2 separate regions of the Mus musculus genome follow, and region 1 is linked to region 2. A link is a contact called in public HiChIP or PLAC-seq data. All regions are on one chromosome and are shown on one strand. Each heading gives the region's core, a stretch centred on a gene start, on an enhancer-like site or on the middle of the called end of the contact. The rest is flanking DNA. Distances are from core to core; before and after follow the strand shown.

The links. HiChIP or PLAC-seq counts read pairs in DNA pulled down with a chosen protein or histone mark.
Region 1: a CTCF HiChIP or PLAC-seq map of the NIH/3T3 cell line shows a contact between it and region 2, with 12 read pairs. The contact joins two enhancer-like sites. A contact is called at or near these places in 1 of 15 datasets of contacts at CTCF or cohesin (the NIH/3T3 cell line), 2 of 484 Hi-C or Micro-C datasets (cardiomyocytes and nephron progenitors), 1 of 115 datasets of contacts at active chromatin or transcription factors (fibro-adipogenic progenitors) and 1 of 9 other capture datasets (bone marrow-derived macrophages).

The regions. Positions count from the first base shown.
Region 1 is chr13:110,937,371-110,944,102 of GRCm38.p6, forward strand. No RefSeq gene overlaps it. Among named protein-coding and RNA genes, the nearest start is that of 4930526H09Rik, 37 kb to the left of the region's middle. Within about 2 kb of position 4,406, at least 33 of the 459 cell types and tissues checked have an H3K27ac peak or open chromatin away from gene starts, as enhancers often do. A contact at or near this core is called in the NIH/3T3 cell line, where this site is marked.
Region 2 is chr13:110,736,991-110,743,684 of GRCm38.p6, forward strand. No RefSeq gene overlaps it. Among named protein-coding and RNA genes, the nearest start is that of Gm33172, 56 kb to the left of the region's middle. Within about 2 kb of position 4,236, at least 24 of the 459 cell types and tissues checked have an H3K27ac peak or open chromatin away from gene starts, as enhancers often do. A contact at or near this core is called in the NIH/3T3 cell line, where this site is marked.

The DNA.
Region 1 (6,732 bases), core at 3,156-5,655, 200 kb after region 2:
TATAATGTTTGTCTAATGGAATTGCTGTGATTCATCCAGGAAGTGCATAAATATCAAGCTCTGTATATTAACTTTTAGAAGACAAGTTTGAGAAGATATCCCAGGAATAATCAGAAGTTTCCCATCAAAAGGTGGCCACGTAAGGTAAAAACCCCTTTAAAGAATAAGACTAAGACTCAAAACGCAACTTCTGATTATGGTGAAAACAGAAAATCAACAAAAGATCAAACTACAGAACAGAACTAAGGGCAGGGTCAGTTCAAAGGCCAGGACACCTAAAGGATTTCATGGAAGTGGATTGTGGGTGGACAAAGGCAACAAAGATGCTTTCTATGCTATTTCTTTTAGAATTTAATCTTTTTTATTAAATATTTTCTTCATTTACATTTCACATGTTATCCCGAAAGTCCCCTATGCCCTTCCCCCCTCCCCATTCCCCAACCCACCCACTCCCACTTCCTGGCCCTGGCATTCCCCTGTACTGGGGCATATGATTTTTGCAAGACTAAGGGCCTCTCCTCCCACTGATGTCTGACAAGGCCATCCTCTGCTATATATGCTACTAGAGACACAGTTCTGGGGGGTACTGGTTAGTTCATATTGTTGTTCCTCCTATAGGGTTGCAGACCCCTTTAGCTCCTTGTATACTTTCTCTAGCTCCTTCTTTAGGGGTCCTGTGTTCCATCCAATAGATGACTGTGAGCATCCACTTCTGTATTTGCCAGACACTGGCATAGCTTCACAAGAGATAGCTACATCAGGATCCTGTCAGCAAAATCTTGCTGGCATATGCAATTTAATCTTTTTAATATTTTTGTGTATGTGTGGGTATGTCTTCATGTGTGCAGTCACATATGGAGGTGAGAAGGGGACATCACATCCCCTGGAACTGGTGTTCTAGGCAGTTGTAAGCTACCCACAAGTGCTTTTAACTGCTGAGCCATCTCTCTAGTCTTTAAAAGTAGTGTCTTTAAAGAAGAATACATAGTTCTAAGCCCTCTGGCTTTTGTTTTTATTTGTTTGTTTGGGGTTTGTTTTTTTGTTTTGTTTTGTTTATATCAAAACATTGAAGCACATACTTAAGTGAGATGTAAGGATAGGTGGAGCTAAAAAATAAAAAATTAGATGCTCCCACAGGACAGCTATATTGAGAGGAAGTTGTACCTGTAGCATCAAGCAGAGGGGTGGACTTCCAACTGTAAGCAACCCAAAGCTGGAGAGAGGAAGTGCTTTGTGCACTTTATGCATAGCCCACACCATCAACCAACCTGCTGGCCTGGAAGACACTGGATCCTCTACAGTAGAAAATTGTCAATCGATAACAATTGTCCAGGAAGGGCTGGAGAGATGGCTCAGGGGTTAAGAGCACTGACTACGCTTCCTAAGGTCCTGAGTTCAATTTCTAGCAACCATGCGGTGTCTCACAACCCTCTGTAATAGAATCTGATGTCCCCTTCTGGTGTGTCTGAAGAGCTACAGTGTACTCATGTACATAAAACAACTGTCCAGGAAAAGTCTGCTGGCAACAGGGATGATTATGGAATAAAAAAAGGCCACCACAGTACATTCATAAAATTTCCACAGGAAACATGGGGAAAAGCCACCGGAAAGGATAAAGATGACAACAATATTTTCTACCATGAATCCCCTGAATGGACAAATTATTCCCATAAGAAAGAAGACAGAGCAGAGCTGTCCATTCAGAGAACTGTTGCCATCAAGGGAATAAAGCATGAACTGAAGAGCTGAGCAAAGTGAAATAAATATAATTCAAAAGTCAACAAAAATCAATAAAAACTGAGTAAAATTAAAAGCACAAATCTTAAGGGCTGGAGATATGTCTCATTGGGTGAGAGTGCATCCTGTGAAAGTTCAAATCCCCAGGACCCATGTAAACTATACACATACACATACGTATCACACACACACCAAAAATGTTGTAAGGAGTTGATGTGAGAAAAATAAGACAAAAACCATGTTTTTGTTTTAAAAGCAGGGGAAAATAAGAAGGTAGATAGATAAAAGGATAAAATATAATTAATATCTGAGGTCTCAAGAAGAAATCTAGAAGACTGACATAAACTTATGAGCGAAACTAAACAAAGAATTCATAAAATGCAAGATTTAAAATTAAATAATGGTTTAGAACATTATGTGTGAGCCGGTCAAGTGAGCATGAGCTGCCTCCCAGTCGAATGGATTTCAAATGTAAAGAAATATTCTTTCAGGTAGTCAAAACATATTCAAGAGATTATGAAGAACAGGAAAAGTTTATCTCATTTGTGATACCAGGGATTTTCGTTGGATTGTTATGATTTTAATTCCCACCAATAATATTTAGGGGGTGAGGATATTGTGTCTAGTGGGTGCTCGATTGGAGCTATAAGACCCTGAGAGCCGATTTGTCCTTTATATAGATCCTATTATAGGAAGGTTGGCTTATATACAGAGATTTCTGCAGTGACTTGGAGACAATTATAAGAGAATGAGTCTTTTTAGCCCCTTGGAGCTTGGTGAGTGATGGGTGGGTGGTATTTCACTCATACTCACATCTTTCTCCTTTATTTTTCACAATCTCGTATCCAATGTATTATTAACACACCTACCACCACTAGCTTCTCTAACTCTCATCAGTCTTCAACAGAAGTTTCTCTTCTTTCTATGGAGCCCCCGTCCTCATTCATATCTTTTCCCCCTGTGGAGTTTAATCAGGGTTCCTTAAATGAGCACAGCACTTGGTTGTTTCCCAGAGCATGCGCAGTATCATTAGCCACAACACAGAAGAAAGTGAGAAGAACATTTCAATAGCTCCTCAAGAAGGGGTGGTGGTCTCGTGGGTTCCTCCTCCAGCCACTGTGTAATGGTAAAAGGCTCAACCCTATTCAGGCCTTGTGCTGACCGTAGCTACTTCATGTTCATGATTGCAATAGCCAGGTAATATCTGCTGGCAGGGTTTCACAGCATCCCCCAGCCCCTTCGTCTATAACGTTCCCTGGGGGGTAGAGAGAATGATATTGCTCACAAGTTTATAGCTGAGAACTGAACACTGCCAAGTTCTTCACAGCAGCCCTGCCTATCACTTCACCATAAAACTGAGACAAGACTGACCACACCACAGCATTAAGATAGAAACTACAAGTTCCCTGCCCACCCCCCACCCCCGTGGTACATCTAAAGTCAGTTCTGTGAGACTGAATCTTGCTACCAGGATTTGAACTTCATATCTTTCTTTTCTCTGAAATTATTCTCTAAGTATGAGATACTAAAAGGCCTGCTTTAGAACACTGCACTAAGAGTTAAGTGTTCACATAGTTTTGGTTAGTCTACAGAGGATGCTCCAAACAGTGAATCTTAGTTACTCTTGCCACACAGAGGTAATTCATTCTCATTCTCTCTCTCCCTCCCCCTCCCCCTCCCCCTCCCCCTTCCCCTCCCTCTCTCTCTCTCCCTCTCTCCTTCTTCCCCACCTCTCTCTGTCTCTGTCTCTGTCTCTGTCTGTCTCTGTCTGTCTCTCTGTCTCTCTGTCTCTCTCTGTCTCTCTCTGTCTCTCTCTGTCTCTCTCTCTCTCTCTCTCTCTGTGTGTGTGTGTGTGTGTGTGTGTGTGTGTGTGTGTGTTAAAACTATTAATTGTAGTAAGCATGGAGAATGACATGTAAGCAAGTCTTAAAATAGATTTTTTTTAATAGAGTTTAACTATTACCAGGAAGCTTCTGTGTCTGTAAATCTATGTGAATTTGAGAACAAACTTTGTCAACTAAACATAGCCCTCCTATTCCCTTCAGAAACCCCTTTTGACTTTCCAACTCCTGCCAATAATTTAAAAGTAAACAAGCAAACAGACAACAAGAATACTACATTTAACCAAGTTAAATACATTTTTGTCCTCCATATCTTATTTATATTAGCCTTTTTAAATTATAGAGAGCCTGAAATTTACATATCTTGAGTAATTTTCTCCATGTAACATAATTGAAAGGAAAGTCCATTTCTTGTCACCATTACCTGGTATTTTTTGTGCTTTAACCAGTTATATATTCATCCACTGTTTTTTTTTTCTTATTTCTAATTGTCACATGATTGTACATATTTATGTGAAACAATGTGATATGTGAACATTACACACACACAAACACACACACGTACACCATTTGAAATGATTAGTGTACCTGCTCTCTTTATTGTGGCTGTGTGATAGGAGCATTAAACATCCCTCCTTCTGAGTAGTTTAAACTATCCAATACATCATTGGCCACCTTAAATCTAGTTTTCTTTTGGCCAAATTTCACTTACCAAAATGTAATATGTCATTAATATCACATCTGTCTGTCCCAGTGATTACTACTGACACAGCATAAAGGGCAAGCTAAAAATAAAGCAGACGTAAGGCTCCATCAGTCACCAGCTTGCCTCCCTAGAGCTATTTTAAGCATGAGCCTCCTCTCTGCAGGATCTCTTGACCTCAGAGAGGGAGAAGTCATAGAGTTCAAGTCATGGGTGGCAGTGATTCATCCAGACTTAGTAATCCTTTTCCTCAGTAGTCCACTTGTATGCTTATGACCACTATCACAAATAAGAAATAACTTGTAAAGCTCAAGTTGAAAGTACCCAAGGAGCTAAAGGGGTCTGCAACTCAATAGGAGGAACAACAATATGAACTAACCAGTACCCCTAGAGCTTGTGACTCTAGTTGCATATGTAGCAGAGGATGGCCTAGGTGGCTATCAATGGGAGGAGAGGCCCTTGGTCTTGCAAAGATCATATGCCCCAGTACAGGGGAATGCCAGGGCTAGGAAGGGGGAGTGAGTGGGTTGGGTAGCAGGGCAGGGGGAGGGTATAGGGGACTTTCAAAGAGGAAACTAGGAAAGGGGGTAGCATTTGAAATGTAAATGAAGAAAATATCTAATAAAGAAAAAGAAATACAAAAAATAAGTTTCTTAAGGTAAACATCTAAAAGTCTTTGGCTTGCCGTCAAGGATCAAAAGGTATTTTTCAATGTTTCACTAATAATCAATACACGAAAAATATCTTAATACCCCAATAAAGTAGAGTTAAGACAATGACCCCGATTAGATGGACCATGTTCCAGGACAGCCCCAAGGATATGTGGACAAAGCAAAATAGACTCAATGAGTTAAAGAGAGAGAGGAGAGTTGATGAAATTGGGTGGATCTGTGAAGAGTTGGCCAAATATAGTGTACAAAATTCTCACATAATTAGGTGTGATGGCGCACACCTTTAATCCCAACACTCAGGAGGCAGAGGCAGGCAGATTTCTGAGTTCGAGGCCAGCCTGGTCTACAAAGTGAGTTCCAGGACAGCCAGGGCTACACAGAGAGACCCTGTCTCAAAAAAACAAAAAACAAAAAAAATTAATAAAATGTTATTTCATGGAGAAAAGGAAAATATTATTTGAGGAAGAAAAGATAGTAGTGGAAGTATGAATATAATAAGATAAATATCATACATGTGTCAATGTCATGATGAGTCTCACTGTTTGATACAACTAATAGACAGGAGTTACAAAGGAAAAAATATTTTAAAAATCCTTCTGAACTCTTTGGAATCATATGAGCAATCTAAGGAGGAAGTCCGGTCTATTTTCAGCCCCAAATTAAATATGGCCAATTTAAAATTAATTGACACAATATTTATAAATAACTCAAGACTCATCCGAGGTGGCAACACTTCCTCCCTATGCTCCATCCTCTCAAGTGTTCGAAGCTTACATTAAGGCCTCCAAATTGAGCAATCTTGCTGAATCATTAATGTTACCCTTTTGACTCACAAGAAGACACAAGGATTTGACAAAAATATTTACAAGCTTGCCTTCCTGAACCCATACTCCTGCTGTGGGGTCAGATCTCAACTTCATGATAGTTTTAGAAAACTATTTCTGGCATACCTGATCATGGTTAGTGACTTCAAGTCACATTGGCACAGAAAGGGGACTTCCCTTCTTACAGAGGAGCAGTGACATTATCGAACAGAACTCCATCTCCCCCACCCCATCTGTCTTGATCATCATGTTTCCCTTGATAGTCATTCACACAGATCCTTCATCTTATGAGAACTCTGGATTTCAGGCTGACTGTTAAACTTGGAAGGAAATTAGAGATCATAAAAACCCATGGTCTCTTCTCTCACTTGAAAAGCAGTGCTGGGTTGTGGGGGAGGCGCAGCTTTGTGTATAATTAGCAGTGATTCCTCCCTCTCTAGGTCTCCTTAAACTTGTGTGTTTCAGTTTCTTTTCTCCAGTACTCTAGAGATCATGTCAAAAAGAATCCCGGTAGATGACACAAAATTGTTTTTCATGGGTTCATTCATTTTCTCATTGAATAATATTTGGCACGACTGTGTGAAAGTTTCTGCTCAATCTACTATCTACATAGCAAGAAACACTGGCAGAATTTCTGCTTTCCAAAGTCTTAGTTGATTAAGTTACACGAACAACAGGAAAGGCTACCGTGAATGGTATGATATTTGTATATGGTAGATCAACAGGAGCAAATAAGAGAAATTGGTAGAACGAAGAGAGAAGATATTTCTAATCTGGGTTTGTTTACAAAGGAAAGCCTTCTGGGGTGGGTAATAGCCAGTCTATGACTTGAGTGAGCAGTTAAAAGTTTAAAAAAAAATGAAGAGACAAAGAGAAAGTGTCCAAAGAAAATCTTCACAACCCAGAAGGAACTAAAACAAGGCAGATCTGATGAAATACCACCTATTTCATCTAGT
Region 2 (6,694 bases), core at 2,986-5,485:
TTGTTATTCAATTTAAGGTATTTTTTTAGTTTTTAAAAGTATTTTTTGTTACTTGTATGTTTGCATGTCTGTGAGTGAGTGTGCACTTGAGTTCAGATATTCTTAGAAGCCAAAAGAGAGTAGCATTTTCCCTGGAGCTGTAGTCAGATGGGGCTATGAGCCATCTGACTGGGGTGCTGAGAACCAAACATGGGTCTTATCTAAGAGCAGCACTCATTCACCTAACCACCGAGCCATCTCTCAATTCAAAATATTTCAAGATGTTTTCTTGATCTATGTATTATTTAGATTTCCTTTTTAAAAGCACATTTATTTTTATCCATATTTTATCCATATTTTTATTGGATATTTTCTTTATTTACATTTCAAATGTTATCCCCTTTCCAGGTCTCCCCTCTGGAAACCCCCATCTCCTTCCCCTCCCCCTTCCTCTATGAGGGTGCTCCCCTACCCACTCACCCACTCCTGCCTTCATGCCCTGGCATTCCTCTATTCTGGGGCAACGAACCTCCACAGGACCAAGGACCATTCCTTTCACTGATGTCCAACAAGGCCATCCTCTATAAATGTTTATGTCCAGTGATACTTAATTTCTAAACTTATAGAGCACTGCATTAGAGATTTTTAGCTGAAATTCATTGTGTGCAAAGGCCATAGTCTTTTATATTCATGAAGACATTCAATGACCTAGGATATGATATGGTTTGGCAAATTTTGATCTGTAGTTGAGTATGTATTCAAATATGAATATAACTATTTACATGTGGTTTAAAATTCAAATAAATATTTGCATATTCAGTTGCTTCAGAGTCCTGACTAACTCTCTATTTCTTCAGTCTCTCTTTGAAGACAGTATACTACGCATTAATGTTCATAACCTTTTGATAGAATTACATCAGAATGTGAATTAAGAAGAACTATAAAGTGGACAGGAGCTTGGGAAGAAAGCTATGTCTTGAGAACATGGGAAATGTACCATTATGGAAAAACCTGCAATGGATTTATTTTTTATTAGATTATTTGTGAATCATTATTAAGTCATTATTATTGGCTATAAATAAGGAAAAGGATTGACAAGTAGAGATGAGTTGTTCATGAACTAGGAATCTCAGTACTTTGAAGTAAACATCCCATAATAAATGCCCTGTCTCCTGCATTGCAACTAAGCCAAGTTGTCTGGTTTATAGCTAGAAAGAGTTGGAAGAAAGGGCAACTTATACCTGCTGGGAGTCCCAAGAGGATCAAGAATATAAAGTAAAAGTTGCAGTCCTATTATCATTTTGGTGGAGAGATGAGAAAAATCAATCTGGGAATTCACCAGCCCCCTAAAAGAGTAGTTGAATGAGAGTGTACGAAGGTAAAGAACGGGGTCTGTGCTTGGTTTATGTCAGTATGGTACAAGCTAGAGTCATCATGTTATCTGCAAATAGGAACCACAGTTGAGAAACTGTCTCCATCAGATTGGAACTTATACTCTACTCCAGAGCTCTGTAAATTCTCCAGCTTTAGATCAGAGTTTATGCAAGAAGAAAGGCTGCTCTTTGAACTGGTAGTGAAACTGAGGAACAAGGAACCAGGTTATACCTGTCAAGGAATAATTATCCATTCCTTGGGATTGATCATTTGTGCTATTTTGAGTGAGAAAGGCCCTCATAGGCTCATTTACTTGAATAGTTGATTCCCAATTGGTGGAGTGTTTAGGAAGGATTAGGAGGCATGGTTTTCTTGGAGAAGTTGTGTCACTGGGGAGTAGCCTTTGAAGTTTCAAACAAGTCCATGAGGCTCAGTCTCTCTCTCTGCCTCTCTCTCTCCCTCTCTCTCTCTCTCTCTCTCTCTCTCTCTCTCTCTCACACACACACACACACACACACACACATACACACACACCTGTATACAGATCAGGTCATGTAATCGTTCAGCTATTGCTCCAATGCCATACCTTTCTGCCTGCTACCATGTTCCCTGCCTTGATGTTCATTGACTATTCCTCTGAAGCTGTAAGAAAGCTCCCAGTTAAAGGCTCTCTTCTAATGCTTTGCCATGTTACCTACTCCTGGCAACAGAGCAGGAGCTAAGACAGAAATTGGTACCAGGGACTGGGGTGTTGCTATGACGATGCTGCTTACTGGTGTAGCATGGATGTGGGTCCTTGGATTTGGAAAGTAGTTGAACACTGTAAGTGGGGCTGAACTAGCCACTATAGTAGAAGCTTAGAAGACAGCATTGTGGACTATAGAGACCCAGCCCAAGAGGTTTAAGAAGGGAAGAATATTAACCAGTGGCCTGCATACCATTCTTGTGATACTTTGGCAATGACTAGCTGACTTGTGCCCTTGTCCTAAGAATCTGCCTGAGGCTAAATTGAAGAGCTTTGAAATAATGTCATTATCAGATGAGATTCCAAAACAAGCTAGTATTGACCATGTCACTCAGTTATTAGTAACCACTCTTGTGCAGATTTATAATGGAAAAGGGCAATCAGGACAAAAATAAATACAAAATGGACAGCTCGAAGAGAAAAAGAGGACATGCACTCACTGATAAGTGGATTTTAGCCCAGAAACATACAACACCCAAGATACAATTTGCAAAACACAAGAAAATCAAGAAGAGGGAAGACAATGGGTGGATACATCATTCCTCCTTAGAATAGGGAACAAAACACGCCTGGGAGGAGTTACAGAGACAAAGTTTAGAGCTAAGACAAAAGGATGGACTATCTAGAGACTACCCCACCCAGGGATCCATCCCACAATCAGCCACCAAACCCAGACACTATTGCACAATGCCAGAAAGATTTTGCTGAAGGGACCCTGTTATAGTTGTCTCGTATGAGGCTATGCCAGTACCTGGCAAATACAGAAGTGAATGCTCATTGTCATCTATTGGATGGAACACAGGGCCCCCAATGGTGGAGATAGAGAAAGTATCCAAGGAACTGAAGGGGTCTGAAACCCTATATGTGGAACAAAAATATGAGCTAACCAGTACCCCCAGAGCTCATGTCACTAGCTGCATATGTAGCAGAAGATGGCCTAGTCAGCCATCACTGGGAAGAGAGGTCCCTTGGTATTGCAAACTTTATATGCCCCAATACAGGGGAACACCAGGGCCAAGAAGTGGGAGTGGGTGGGCAGGGGAGCAGGGTGGGTGGAGGATATAGGGAACTTTCGGGATAGCATTTGAAATGTATATAAAGAAAATATCTAAGAAAAAAGAAAAAGAGGACCAGAAAATGTACTGTTGGATCCAAGCCTTCAGATCAAAGAGAAGAGTTTAAGGAAAAACTTGAGGGAAAATGAATAAAGGGAGGGGCACCCTTAGGGCAACAAAAAGCTTGTGAAGCAAAGGAAAAACTTTGAACAAGTCAAAGCTTACGCAAATGTAATTCAAGGATAGGGTCAGAGCCCATCCCAAGCCAGCAGAAGAACTTGGCAGCTTCAGGCACAGGGGTGAATCTTTTCTAGATTCATTGGCGTCTCAAGGATATCGGAGATACTATAATCTTGGGATGCATGCCAAGGGTAAGCTGCAGACAGAAAGTGGAAAAAGCCCAGGAGAGAAAAAGTGTGCTGCAGTCAACAAAGCCGGCAGGAGTATGAGAAATCTAAGTCAGGCTTTAGAGTTTGTGCCATTGAACTTTCATCTCACTCTGGACCAGTATTTTCTCACCATGTTCCCTTTTCGACATTTGGAATGGTAACACATAGTCTGTAACATTGTTATTGGAATTTGTCATTTGCTTTTTAATTTAATTTAATTTAATTTAACTTAATTAATTTTTATTTTACAGGGATAATAGTTAAGAGAATGCCTGTGTCTCAAAAGGGACTTTGGGCATTTTAACAATCTTGAGACTGTTTGAGACTCTGGGGACCTTTGAAGTTGAACTGAATGCATTTTGCATTACGATATGGCTACAAGGCTTTGCCGGTCAGAAAGTGGAATGGGACGATTTAAATGAGAATGGTCCTTGTGAGCTCATATATTTGAATATTTGGTTCTTAGTTGAATTGTTTCAAAGAATTATGAGGTGTGGCCTCGTTAAAGGAGGTGACCCTGAGGGTAGTCCAAAACCCAAACACATTGCCTCCTGCCTGCAGATAACGATGTAAGTTAGGTACTGCTCTAGCTCACAACTCTAAGCAAGCCACCAATAACATGCTTTGTTCAGTAAGCTGCCTTTGTCATGGTATCTCCTCATAGCAATAGAACAGTAAGTAGGAAGCCATCCAAGAGAAACTATCAGGCTAGCTGATCTATACATTAATCACTTCTGTTGAGAGTATGAGCAATTCACTGTAGCTATTTCATTGAGTAATTTTTCCAATAAAATATTTTCATGAAATACCCACTACTAGAGAACATTAGCTCATGAAACGAGATTAAGACATAGTTCATTTTGATCTCTACCTTCTTGAAGCTTAACAAAAAGGAGAATAAAATTTTATCTTGAGGAAAACAAAGGACTCCGTTAAGAGCTGGCCCCTTTCCTCTCCCACTTGGTGTAATTTTAGTTGTATAATGACTTTCTCTCCACCAATCTCTGTCATATCACTATATACTTATTAAATGCTTCTGCCTTTTCTTCCCAAAAATCCTATGTATTTCTGATATAGTGTTCATTATATTCCAGTATCGGAACAATAGGTTTCTTGTCTTATACCAACTAGAGGAGAGCTTTTCGGGTGCTGATGAGTCATTCTAATTTTGCATTCTTAGTTTCTGATTCTGTGCTTGACATGCAATCTTTGTGCAATAAACGTGGTTAAGCAAACGAATGTCTGACTAGAAGAGTGCTTTTACACTTTAGTTTTCTAAAGCACTGGACTGTGCCGATGAATGCACAGACTGAAGCTGCGGATTTCCTGAGCATCTGTTGCTTCTGAGCATCCTCCTTCACTCGTCACGCCCATTGTATCGCCAAGGACTCCTGAGCACATTTTATTGTTGGGGAACAGCCACTGGCAATGTTGTTTCTCCTCAAGGGAAGAAAATTCTTTAAATCTGTAGGAATTTTGCCATGTACCTTTGATGTGAAAATTGTATCATCTATTTTTGGGAGAGTTTGCTGTTACATAAGAATATAAAGAAGGAAGCAGAGAGGCCACCAGTCAGCCTTCACAATCTGTAGGCTTTGATTTTCAAAGCAAAGACGGCAGATTAAACTCTCAAGTCTTGAGTTTTACTTGGAAGGAAAACAGGGTTCGGAACTTATTCACATCTGACGGGCTCAGTTTATAAATGGCAAAGCTGAATGCTTAAGCTCAGAGCTCCATCTGGCCTTTGCACCTGGGTTCCTACAGTGCACCCCACTATCAGCTTTTTGAAGGATGTCACTCTGAAACATGTTACTGTCTGCTGACATGTCTAGGAATTCTCAGCTGAAAACCCACAATTCTTTGTTGTTTGGACCAATGCAACTGTTGCTAACTGTAGTATTTATGCTAGCAGTTATTAACTCCTTTGCATCCTAGCTCAACATAATCCATTTCTTCCTTGATTGGGACTGTTATCATATTTGTCTCTGAATATCTCACACCTCTGTTTTCCTTTACTCCTGTATTCCCTTTTTATTTTCCTTCCATTCTCCTTTTCCAAGAATAAATGTGAGCAAAGTTGCTCGAGGTTAATGCTAACAAGCAGGAGATCATGACACTGGGTCTTGGGAACAGAATGATTTTTTCCTACTTGAAAGGTGAAGGTTTGAAAAGTAATTGTTCCAAGTAGCATCTTACATAAATGACACATCTAATTTTACCTTGTCAAATCGTTATGCAGATGATTAAACCTGAGGCTTCTTTTTCTACATAATAAATATGTTATAACCAGTGCTTACCAAACAAGATTTCAAGATTTATATTTATTCTGTATATGTATGTATATAAGTCATATATATATATGTTTATATATATATTTATAGTGAATATATTTTTAGTATGTAGATGCTTTTTGTCATCTGTTGCAAATATTTTATCCCATGATCCACATTGTTTCTTATTTAAATAGACTGTTGGGGGTTAAGGCTTGATCTAAAACCAACCATGGAATGCTTCTTACCATTTTTCACTAATCTAAAATAACCAAATTGGTTTGGGAAGGAGAGAAAATTTTTTTCTTAGAAAAGTATCTTTGTGGTTGCATTTGGTTTTGTGGTTAACACAGTCCTCTCCAAAAAAACCTCAGTAGAGGAGGTAGGTGACCCACAGGTATAATTATGGTCCCGTTTCCAAATTTAGATAATGTACCACAGGTTGGGCAACTCTTTGGGAGGCTAAACAAATGTTACAGCAATAGTTAGCTATAGATTCGATGTGAGAAAAGCCTGTGTATGTTTATGAACAAGTCCTACAGCTAAGGCAGCGTTCTTCCACTGCTAGTTAGCTGAGTCTCCTTTAAAAATAGATTTCAAGGCAGTACAATAATCAAATCACCATAGTTAACCCTCAGAGTAACCTTCTGGTGTTTACAGACTTATTTTTTAAATGATTATGACAGTAGATTTTAGATCCAGCAGATAGAAACTTACCACATTCTGTTCATGAAACTTTTAGACAGTATACTGCACCAATTTATGAGAGGGACCTTTGGCTTTTAGAACAAAGCAAATGAAAAAGGTAGTTCAGACAACGGCTCAAGTAACAATGTCAAGGATTTGTCTTTGCTGGGTAAGGAAGTTGACAGTATCTCTAAT